2 separate regions of the Mus musculus genome follow, and region 1 is linked to region 2. A link is a contact called in public HiChIP or PLAC-seq data. All regions are on one chromosome and are shown on one strand. Each heading gives the region's core, a stretch centred on a gene start, on an enhancer-like site or on the middle of the called end of the contact. The rest is flanking DNA. Distances are from core to core; before and after follow the strand shown. Region 1 holds the start of Sumo1 (small ubiquitin-like modifier 1). Region 2 overlaps Cdk15 (cyclin-dependent kinase 15).

Evidence for each region. HiChIP or PLAC-seq counts read pairs in DNA pulled down with a chosen protein or histone mark.
Region 1: an H3K4me3 HiChIP or PLAC-seq map of bone marrow-derived macrophages shows a contact between it and region 2, with 5 times the contacts expected there. The contact joins the promoter of Sumo1 here to the enhancer-like site in region 2. A contact is called at or near these places in 6 of 39 promoter capture datasets (the 3T3-L1 cell line, 3T3-L1-derived adipocytes, embryonic stem cells and 2 more), 9 of 115 datasets of contacts at active chromatin or transcription factors (bone marrow-derived macrophages, embryonic stem cells, extraembryonic endoderm stem cells and 2 more) and 3 of 9 other capture datasets (adipose tissue, macrophages and pancreatic islet).

Annotation. Positions count from the first base shown.
Region 1 is chr1:59,667,909-59,672,848 of GRCm38.p6, reverse strand. It overlaps Sumo1 (small ubiquitin-like modifier 1), which reads left to right and starts at 2,015. Exons shown (of 5, transcript NM_009460.2): 1 at 2,015-2,169. The coding sequence starts at 2,158.
Region 2 is chr1:59,267,652-59,272,831 of GRCm38.p6, reverse strand. All of the region lies in intron 4 of Cdk15 (cyclin-dependent kinase 15), which reads right to left. Among named protein-coding and RNA genes, the nearest start is that of Cdk15, 13 kb to the right of the region's middle. Within about 2 kb of position 2,546, at least 62 of the 459 cell types and tissues checked have an H3K27ac peak or open chromatin away from gene starts, as enhancers often do. A contact at or near this core is called in bone marrow-derived macrophages and extraembryonic endoderm stem cells, where this site is marked.

The sequences.
Region 1 (4,940 bases), core at 766-3,265, 400 kb before region 2:
CATATGTATATATTATAATTATGTGTGATACATGTGTATATATGAATATTACATATATATTCTAATCATACTTACATACATTGTGCTGGCTGGTTTTGTGTGTCAATTCGACACAATCTCGAGTCATCAGAGAGGAAGGAGTCATAATTGAGGAAATATCTTGATGAGATCCAGCTTTTTTTCTCAATTAGTGATCAATGGGTGAGGCTCAGCCCATTGTGAGTGATACCATACAAGGCTGGTAGTCCTGGGTTCCAAAAGAAAGCTGGCTGAGGAGTAAACCAGTAAGCAGCACCCTCCATGGCCTCTGCACCAGCTCCTGCCTCCAGGTTCCCACATGCTTGAGTTCCTGTCCTGTAAGCCAAATAATCTCTTTCCTCCTCAATGTGCAAAGGCACATCGTGTTTCTTTCCAGCAATAAAAAAACCTAAAACAGGGCTGGTGAGATGGCTCAGTGGGTAAGAGCACTGACTGCTCTTCCGAAGGTCCTGAGTTCAAATCCCAGCAACCACATGGCAGCTCACAACCATCTGTAATGAGATCTAATACCCTATTCTGGAGCATTTGAAGACAGCTACAGTGTACTTACAAATAATAATAAATAAGTCTTTGAGTCAGAGTGAGCAGGGACTGAGAGAGCAGGGTTGACTGGAGTGAGCGGAGCTGACTGGAGCAAGCAGAGATCCTAAATTCAATTCCCAACAACCACATGAAGGCTTGCAACCATCTGCAACATCTACAGTGTACTCATATACATAAAATAAATAAATAAATCTTAAAAAAAAAACCCTAAAACAGTCTTACATAAACACCGTTGAAACATTTTAATTTTGTATATGCAGTGAAATAGGGATTTAAATTCTTTCTCCTTTCGCATGTGAATGTTCAGTATTTTCATTAGTAATTATATTGTACCTACTAATTTTTAATTTTGTATGGGTGTTTTTGTCTGAATGTGTTTATGAACCGCATTCAGGCTTTGGCTTGGTGCTGAAAAAAGTATCTGATTCTTGGGACTAGAGTTACAGGCAGTTTTGAATGCATGCATGGGTGCTGGGACTCAGACTTGAGTCCTCTGGAAGAGTAGCCAGTGCTCTTTGACTACTGGGTCATTTATAGTTGGCTCATTACTATTTACAGAAAAGATTATTTTACTAATGTCTTGTTCTGTGAAGGGTTTTTGATTTAAGTTTTCATTTTTCCCCCTTTACTTATTATAACCTTAATCCTCCTTGAATGCTTGTGCAAGGTCACTGTATTCAAAGGAAGCAGTTTAGGTCTTTCTATGACACAAGGCAACTAGTTTATGCGTTGGAAGGCGCTCCTGCCTACAACTTCAAAACTTTCAGTAGCATTTTAGTTGTCTGTAGCCACCAAGACTTTGTTCTAGCTGGGGGTGTGGTGGCACTTGGGAGGCAGAGGCAAGAGGATCTCTACGAGTTGGAGGCCAGTCTGGTTGACATTGCAATGTTCTATAATAGCCAAGGCTATTAGTGAGACCCTGCCTCAAAACACAAGAACAAAAGATGTGTCCTGAAGGGTCGTCTTTTTGTGCCCCCTCATCTCCCCCGCCCCCAACAGGGTTCTATGTCCTGTCCTGGAACTCACTTTGTAGATGAAGATGGCCACGAACTCACAGAGATCCGGTAGCCTCTGCCTCTATCACCCGGAGTCACGAATGTGGCAACAGCAAGCATGAGGGGCCTATAAAAATACTATACGGGTAATTCACTATATTCAGTGAGGGTTGGTCCGGGCCTCAGAAGCGCGCAAGTCGTCCCACCGGGAGGAGCCTAAGCAGTCAGTTTGACCCCAGACATTCGGCCTGCAGGCAAAGCGCTGGTCTCCCTGAGGGCTGCGGCAGCGGGCCTGATTCTCCCTCCCTCCGAAGTCCTAGCAGTTCTCTTGCTCCAGGCAAGTAGTTTACAACCTGGAGGATTTTAGCCCCCGGCCTTCCTTACGGCGTTTTCCCGCTTCCTTTTCCCGTCTTCGCTAACTCGCCTCTGCGCGCAGCGGAAGTGACGCAAGACGTAGAGGAAGTCCCTGCAGCCGCGGTGTTGTGCTGTAGAGAAGGGACGGATTTGTAAACCTCAGAGTGAGGTTCTGCCTGCCGGAGGCCGCAGTGGTGCGGAGACCCCCGGGTGAATCCACGTCACCATGTCTGACCAGGTACCGGGCCGGGGCCTTAGGGCTCAGGGCCGTCGGCCGCGGGCTGGGGCCCTGGACTGAGGCGCGGGGGAGGGGGCGGCTGGAGAAGGGGGCTGCCCGTGGGGAGGGGGCCGCGAGGGACGCGGGGCGCCTGGCGGAGTCGGGCCAGGCCGCCTGGGACCCCGGGGCTCTGGGTTCCACGCGCCCTCCGCGCCCCTCTCCGAGGCCCCTACCCCCGCGCCACCCGGCGCCGGGGCTCTCTCGACGGCGCCCAGGTTTCTCGCGGGCTCGCAGGGGGCCCAGGCCCGCTCCCTTGTCCCCGAGAGCAAGCTGAGGGGAAAACGACCGTTTCCCTTCGGACGACGGATGGCAGAAACCAGGCCCTAGGCCCAGTTATGTAACGGGAGGGAAATCCCCGACTGGGAGGCTAGGTGGCCCTGAAAAGCAGCTCGACTCCACTTTGGGTTCTTGGTCCCGGAGAGTGGGGGGCGGCCGGGGAGCCGTGTCTGAGGTGACTGGGAGCCCAGAGGACGCTGCTTTTCCGTTGTGTTTGCCTGGAGGGTCCGTCCATCTCTGCACACCTCAGTCTTTTTTTTTTTTTTTTCCTTCCGGGGGTGCGGAACGGTCCGCTCTTTCGCTGTACTTTCCATTTCTTACTCGGGATTGGTCCATCAACTCTCCAGTTCTCAGAGCGCTCAGAATAACCGAGAAACAGCAAACTGTGTATGGAGTGCCACCACCAACAAGCCATTTCGTCTGGGCTTTAACCAGCAGATGCTTGGCACTTTAAAAAAAAATATAGCACGTTTTTTGTTCTTTGATAATCAGATGACGCATTTAGATTATATGCACCCCCAAACCTCTCTTCCAGAAGTTTCTGAACTAATTTTCGAAGAAATAGAGAAAAAAAAAGTTATCCGTGTTGTACAATTGCAGAATATTTGCAGAAAGCTGTCAATTAGTAGTAAAACAGTGTGTCTCGGTTTTGGAATCAAGGATTTGCATGGTATTTGCCTTCAAATAGGAGTGACTCCTTGCCACCTAAATTTTTCTTCATCCTATTTTAGTTACTACCTTTGTGGCTAGTTTTTATATACATAAGGTTTTGGTCTGACTTTGCTTTGGTTTGCTCAGATGACTTAATTTTCAGAGTATTTTTTTTTTAACTTTTTCTTCTTTTGTGATAATTATTCAGTAAACTTTTTCATTCAACTTCACAATGTAGTTGGACTTTTTTAAAAAAAAAATTTGTTGTTGTTGTTTGAGACACGGATTTTCTGTGTAGCCTTGGCTTTCTAGGAACACTCTGTAGACCAGGCTGGCCTCCAATTTATAGAGATCGGCCTGTTTCTGTCTCCTGAGTGCTGGGATAAAAGGCTTGTGCCACCACAGACTGGCCAGGGTGGTTCTATTTTTATAGCCTATCTACACTGTAGACTAATTGTGGCATGGATTTACTTATTAATAATCTGAATTAATCCTCTTTTGGGATAGAAATGACTTTATGAATAATTTGTTTATGACAGTTGTTTACTTAGTTACCAGCTCAGAAAGATCAGCTGTAAATGCTTAAGTCCTGGAACTCTGTAGACCAGGCTGGCCTTGAACTCAGAAATCCCCCACTACCTCCCAAGTGCTGGGATTAAAGGCGTTGCCACCACGCCTGGCCTTTGTTTTTTCTTTTCTTTCTTTCTTTTTTTTTTTTTTTTTTTTCTTTTTTTTTTGGGTTAATGCTTAAGTTTCATCAGCCTTCTATTTTGGAAGAGCTAGAAAGCATGTTAGCCTGAAGAGAGGGCAACACACAGAAAGAGTTCTAAGTTTTAGGATTAGTTTTGCTCTAGTTTGAACTCACATTATATAAGGATATGGAGAAAGAAAGGAGGACCCAAGGGCACACACAGGGTTTCAGGGGATCGCAAAGTCACACTGTTGCTTGCTGTAGCACTCACCTCACTGGTCACCGGGGTTATTAGGTGTTGGACCTAGGGCCTCCCACATGTGCTTGCCAGGCAAGTGCTACAGCCTCATTTTTTCTTTTACTTTGTTTCACTAAGTTGCCTAGGTTGGACTGTAGCACAGCTTGCCTTTGAACTTGAACCTGGACTTCTCTCAGCCTTGCAGAGTAGCTGGGATTACAGAGTTATACTGTCACGCCTAGATGGTGTGTGTGTATGTATGTGTGTGTGTCTGTTTTTCTCATTCATGGATATTCAGTGAAGTTTTTAAGAAACATGACAGAAAAATGGAGCAAATCTTTTTTGTAGCCTTACAGCTTCTCACAGTTTCTTCTGTGTCTATCTCCTGAGTGCTGGGATTAAAGATGTCTACCACCACACCTGGCAAAACAAGTCTTTTTAATTGAGCTACACATTAAAGCAATTTGCATATGAAATAGTGCTGCTACTCTTAGAAATTTTGTCTTTAAAAAAAGTAATAAAAATGTATGCTAACGTTTTTTAGGGGTTATTTATTGATTCAAGTTAAGGGTTTCTCTGTAGCCTTAGTTGTCCTGGAACTTGCTCTATAGATCAGCTTGTCCTCAGATCTGCCGGCCTCTTACTCCCAGAATGTATATACCACCATGGCTCAGTTGATAGGTTTTTATTTTTTTTAATTTATTGTATATATGAGTACATTGTAGCTGTGTTCAGACACAACAGAAGAAGACATCAGATTTCATTACAGAGGGGTATGAGCCACCATGTGGTTGCTGGAATTAGAACTCAGGACCTCTGTAGAGCCGTCAGTGCTGAAAGTGGGTCCTATATTAGTCAAATCCCAAAGGTCACCCC
Region 2 (5,180 bases), core at 1,297-3,796:
AGTAGAGAAATACTGATGGGGTGAATTTCTATGACCGAAATAGATATTAGAACGAAACTGCCACCATAAAACCCATATTATGTACAATCGATATGTGCTAATATAACTCTTTAAAGGCCGGTGAGATAGCTCGGTGGACAAGGATGCTTGCCACACGAGTCTGGTGAGTTCTAGCCCTGGACTCCACATAAAGACTGGCAAAGAGAATTGACTGTACATGGTTGTCTTTTGACCTCCACATAGGCAAGGTGGCACAGCTTATGTCTATGTGCATATGTGTGCACACACAGACACACACACACATACATTAATAATAATAACAATAATGATCATAATTTTAAATTAAAAAAATCCCTCTCATATGCCCTTACCCTGGGGTTATTTCTCACAGGACTGTAAGTACGAGCTGAATATGTTATATCCTTGATGTAATCAGACTCCTGTCAGCCGGGCCTGCCCTCTTCCATCTGTGCTAATAGCTGACTTGAGATATTAATCAGACTCTTTGTTGATCTTATTGGATGACCCCAGCAAGGTTCCTGAACCTCTTTTTAGTGAATTTTCTCACAAATGGATTAGGAGTAATTACTTTACAGTGAGTGATCTCAAAAGGACTTCCGGAGGCAACTGTTTCTCATTTAAATGCCGCCATTAAGGGTTCTGTAGGATGAGAGTTTGAGCTATTGAGCACGGTGTGCGCGCGCACACACACACACACACACACACACACACACACACACACACACGATCACACTCTTTCCTGGAGAGTTACTTCTGAGTTTGCCCCCATTTTTACACAGAGAGCACCAGAGAGCCGCTTTCTAGTTCCCACTTTTACTCTTGCTGAAGGAGATGCTTCAACATCGCAAGCCTTTGCAGTTTTATGTTGCAGAGCAAGGAGAATTTAAATATAACAGACTTGAGTCATACCCAAACACGCTGACTAGATTTGTGACCTCAGACAAGTCACTCAGCCTCTCTGAGGCTCGGGCCCCTTCATTTCTACAACACCACCACTTTGTACTTCCAGGGGTTGGTATAAAGGGTTAACAGAGACTGTGGTGGGGGGAGGCCTGTCATAAGCCTGGCTCTCTTAAGGAAACAGAGTAAACAAGATGAAGGTCCTAGGTTCAAACCAAAAGCTGGCTGTTTTTTAAGAAAGGTATTTAAGGTCCATTCCTAGAATGTCAATATAGAATTCAATGAAACTAAGGTACATTCATATAAAATCCATAAAAAAATCAATTTACTCAAAATATTTTCTCCCAATTATAAAAATAAACATTTGAAATGTGATTCTAAGTCAATAATAAAGGACTCTCTTAAATTGTTACAAAAATCTCTGATCTTTTTATCTTTTTTTTTCCATTTTGCCTTGTTTGATGCAGGGACTCACCATGTAGCCCTGGTTTGCCTAGAAGTGGCTATGCAGACTATGCTGGCCTTGAACTTGGAGTGATCCTCCTGCCTCTGCCTCCTGAGTGCTGAGATGACAAGTTTGTATCATCATATCCAGCTCTTACATCTTTTAATTAGCAAAAGGACAGGATACTAATAGCCTGGGCCTGTAATTCCACCTACCTCAGGAGACCAAGGCAGGAAGGTGGCGAGATCAAAGACAGCCTGGGCTACAAGTGAGTTCAAGGCCAGCCTGGACAACTCAGTGGGACCCTGTCTCAAAATAAAAAATGAAAAAGAGGGCCAGCAAATAGCCTGTGTTTGGCCTTGGCTTTGACCCTCAGTATCAGGGAGAAACAGGGATCTGTGTGCTGTTGCATATCTAGTAGTCATATTTAAAGTGCCTGGCCATCTCAGACACCCAGCACACATTGCAGTGTGAATGCACACAAAGTTCTGAGTGTTGGCTTGAATCAGATAATTGTTTGAAAGTTTGGCCATACGATATTATTCCTCTAGAGGTGTTCAAGGGTGCATGAATGCTCGCTCCGTAAGAGTTTCCCGTAGTGTTGTTGCTCAGACTTTTGTTAATTTCATGATATGATAGATGAAGATCATGTGAAAACAAACATGCATTCTACCTGGAGAGACTGTCCACATAGCAGAATCCCACTCTCTAAACTCTGGGCTGCCACACCCTCAGAGCAAGCAGATTTCTCAGGGAAAGAATTCCTGCTTCAAGGCTGTCTTACTCTGAGTTTCCCTGAGCATGGCTTTTGGTTGCCTTTTTAGCTAATGACCCTGGATTTTAACTAATGAACTCCAGCTGTTCTTATCTTGCTTCCCAGCCCTTCCCATTTAACCTCTGACTCTCTGGTCTCCTGGGCATCCAGATCTTAACCAGGGAAAAATGAGCCCGTGCCAAAGTTCTTAAGTGAGGCCTTGCTTTCAAGGCTGCAAGCTTTTTACCCAGGAGGAAAAAGAAGCAGTCATTGTTGGAAACTGGAAGTCGAACCACCTCCGATGTGTCAAAATCCTTTTGTGGTTTTTTTCATATCATACAAGCAAAGCTTTCAATAAGGGCCAGTCCCATAAAACAAACCGAGGAAGTCCATACAAGAATGCTAACTGTAATTGTGAACATCTGTGTGAGAGGCAGCGCTCAGCGGACACGAAATGCGAGAATGGCCGTGCATATAGAACAACACACACCCGGGGGCTTTGAGTCGGCAGAGAACATCTGTTAGCAAAACCTGCTGCAAAACACGTTTCACTGTGACTGCCAGATGCGGAGTTGGAGAACGTAGCTCTGTGGAAAATAGCAGCAAAGCCCAGTGCGAGCCGTCAGTGAACTCAGGCTCACAAAAGCTGATGCCCAGAGAACTAGGGGAGCCCGCGCCCAGAGAGCCTCTTCTAGTCTGGTGACTCGAACACGTGTGTGTGTGTGTGTGTGTGTGTGTGTGTTCAGAAATACTCTGTCTCATTTGGACCACTAATAAGTACACTAGTGAGTGCAGCTTCCATCTTGTTTAAATGCTTAAAACCATGTGTTCCCCTAGATTGCACCTGATCCCACCAGGACGAGCCCCCACTTACACTGATAGCCTTTGGCCTTTCGACTTAAATGTAAAATGTTTCCCAGGGGCTTCCAAGACTTTTGAAAATGGCATCAAATTGAATTATAAACTCATTTTCAGAATTGTTTTGTAAAGCCTGCTTGGATAACCCAGTCTTCTAAGTTCACTCTAAAACCTGCCTCCATTAGCCACAGCAAGTCTGACTCATTCTGTTTGCAACAGCCTCTATACACTTAATATCTGGATTGTCTGCTCTGTTAAGGCTGAAAACACCGAATAAAGAATGGGGCGTTCTCTGCGCATTTCTCAAACATTCAGCACTATCCTTTCGCATATAGTGTATACTCAGGAAAGAAGGGAAGATAAATAGCTAAGAAAGGAAGGCTGAGGAAGAGTCATATCTTTGAGGTTTTTTTTTTTTTTTTTTTTCCAGAGACGAATAATCCCATCATTCAAACGGCTCTCGTGGGGTGGGGATTTAGTTCAGTTGCTAAGAGTGCTTGCCTAGTGTTGTGGTTTGAAAGAGAAGTATACCCCATAGGCATTGGCATTTGAATATTTGGTTTCCAGTGGGTGTAATTATTTGGGGGCAGAGCAGTTTTGCTGGAGGAACTCTCTCGCTGCAGGCTCGGTTTTAAGAGCGCAAAGCATCGCTCACTTCCTGTTTGTGCACGTGGTTGAAGGTGCCATCTTTTAGCTTCCTGCTCCTGCTGCCAAAGCTGCTGTTTGCTGCTCTGCCTATCCCAACCCCCTGCTGCGATGGACTCTTATCTTTTTGGAACTGTGGACCAGATAAACTCTTTTTCTTCCTTAAGTCAACTTTTGTCGGGGTATTTTAATCACCACACCAGAAAAGTAACAAAAGTCCTTGCAAGCTCGAGGCCTTGGATCTGACTCCCAGCAGGGAGTGTATAACTGAGTGTGGTGCTGCAGCTATAATCATAGCCCTTGGGAGGGATCGGCAGGGAGAGCAAGAGTTCAAGAACATCCTGGTTTAGAACCTCTGGTGGAATCACCATGCCTGACCTCAAGCTGTACTACAGAGCAATTGTGATAAAAACTGTGTGGTACTGGTACAGCGACAGACAGGTAGCTCAATGGAATAGAATTGAAGACCCAGAAATGAACCCACACACCTCTGGTCACTTGATCTTTGACAAGGGAGCTAAAACCATCTAGTGGAAAAAAGACAGCATTTTCAACAAATGGTGCTGGCACAACTAGCGGTTATCATGTAGAAGAATGCGAATTGATCCATTCTTATCTCCTTGTACAAAGCTCAAGTCTAGGTGGATCAAGGAACTCCACAAAAAACAAGAGACACTGAAACTTATAGAGGAGAAAGTGGTAAAAAGCCTCAAAGATATGGGCACAGGGGAAAATTTTCTGAATAGAAGAGCAATGGCTTGTGCTATAAGATCAAGAATTGACAAATGGGACCTCATAAAATTACAAAGCTTCTGTAAGAAAAAAGACACTGTCAATTAAGACAAAAAGGCCACCAACAAATTGGGAAAGGATCTTTACCAATCCTAAATCAGATAGGGGACTAATATTCTATATATATAAAGAACTCAAGATGGACTCCAGAAAATCAAATAACCCTATTTAAAAATGGGGTACAGAGCTAAACAAAGAATTCTCAACTGAGGAATACCAAATGGCTGAGAAGCACCTGAAAAAAATGTTCAACAACCTTAATCATCAGGGAAATGCAAATCAAAACAACCCTGAGATTCTACCTCACACCAGTCAGAATGGCTAAGATCAAAAATTTAGGTGAGAGCAGATGCTGGAGAGGATGTGGAGAAAGAGGAACACTCTCCATTGTTGGTGGGATTGCAAGCTGGTACAACCACCCTGGAAATCAGTCTGGTGGTTCCTCAGAAAATTGGACATAGTACTACCAGAAGATCCAGCAATACCTCTCCTGGGCATATACCCAGAATATGTTCCAACTTGTAATAAGGACATATGCTCCATTATGTTCATAGCAGCCTTATTTATAATAGCCAGAAGCTGGAAAGAACCCAGATGTTCCTCAACGGAGGAATGGATACAGAAAATGTGGTACATTTACACAGTGGAGTACTACTCAGCAATTAAAAACAATGAATTTATGAAATTCTTAGGCAAATGGATGGATCTGGAGGATATCATCCTGAGTGAGGTAACCCAATCACAAAAGAACACATGATATGTACT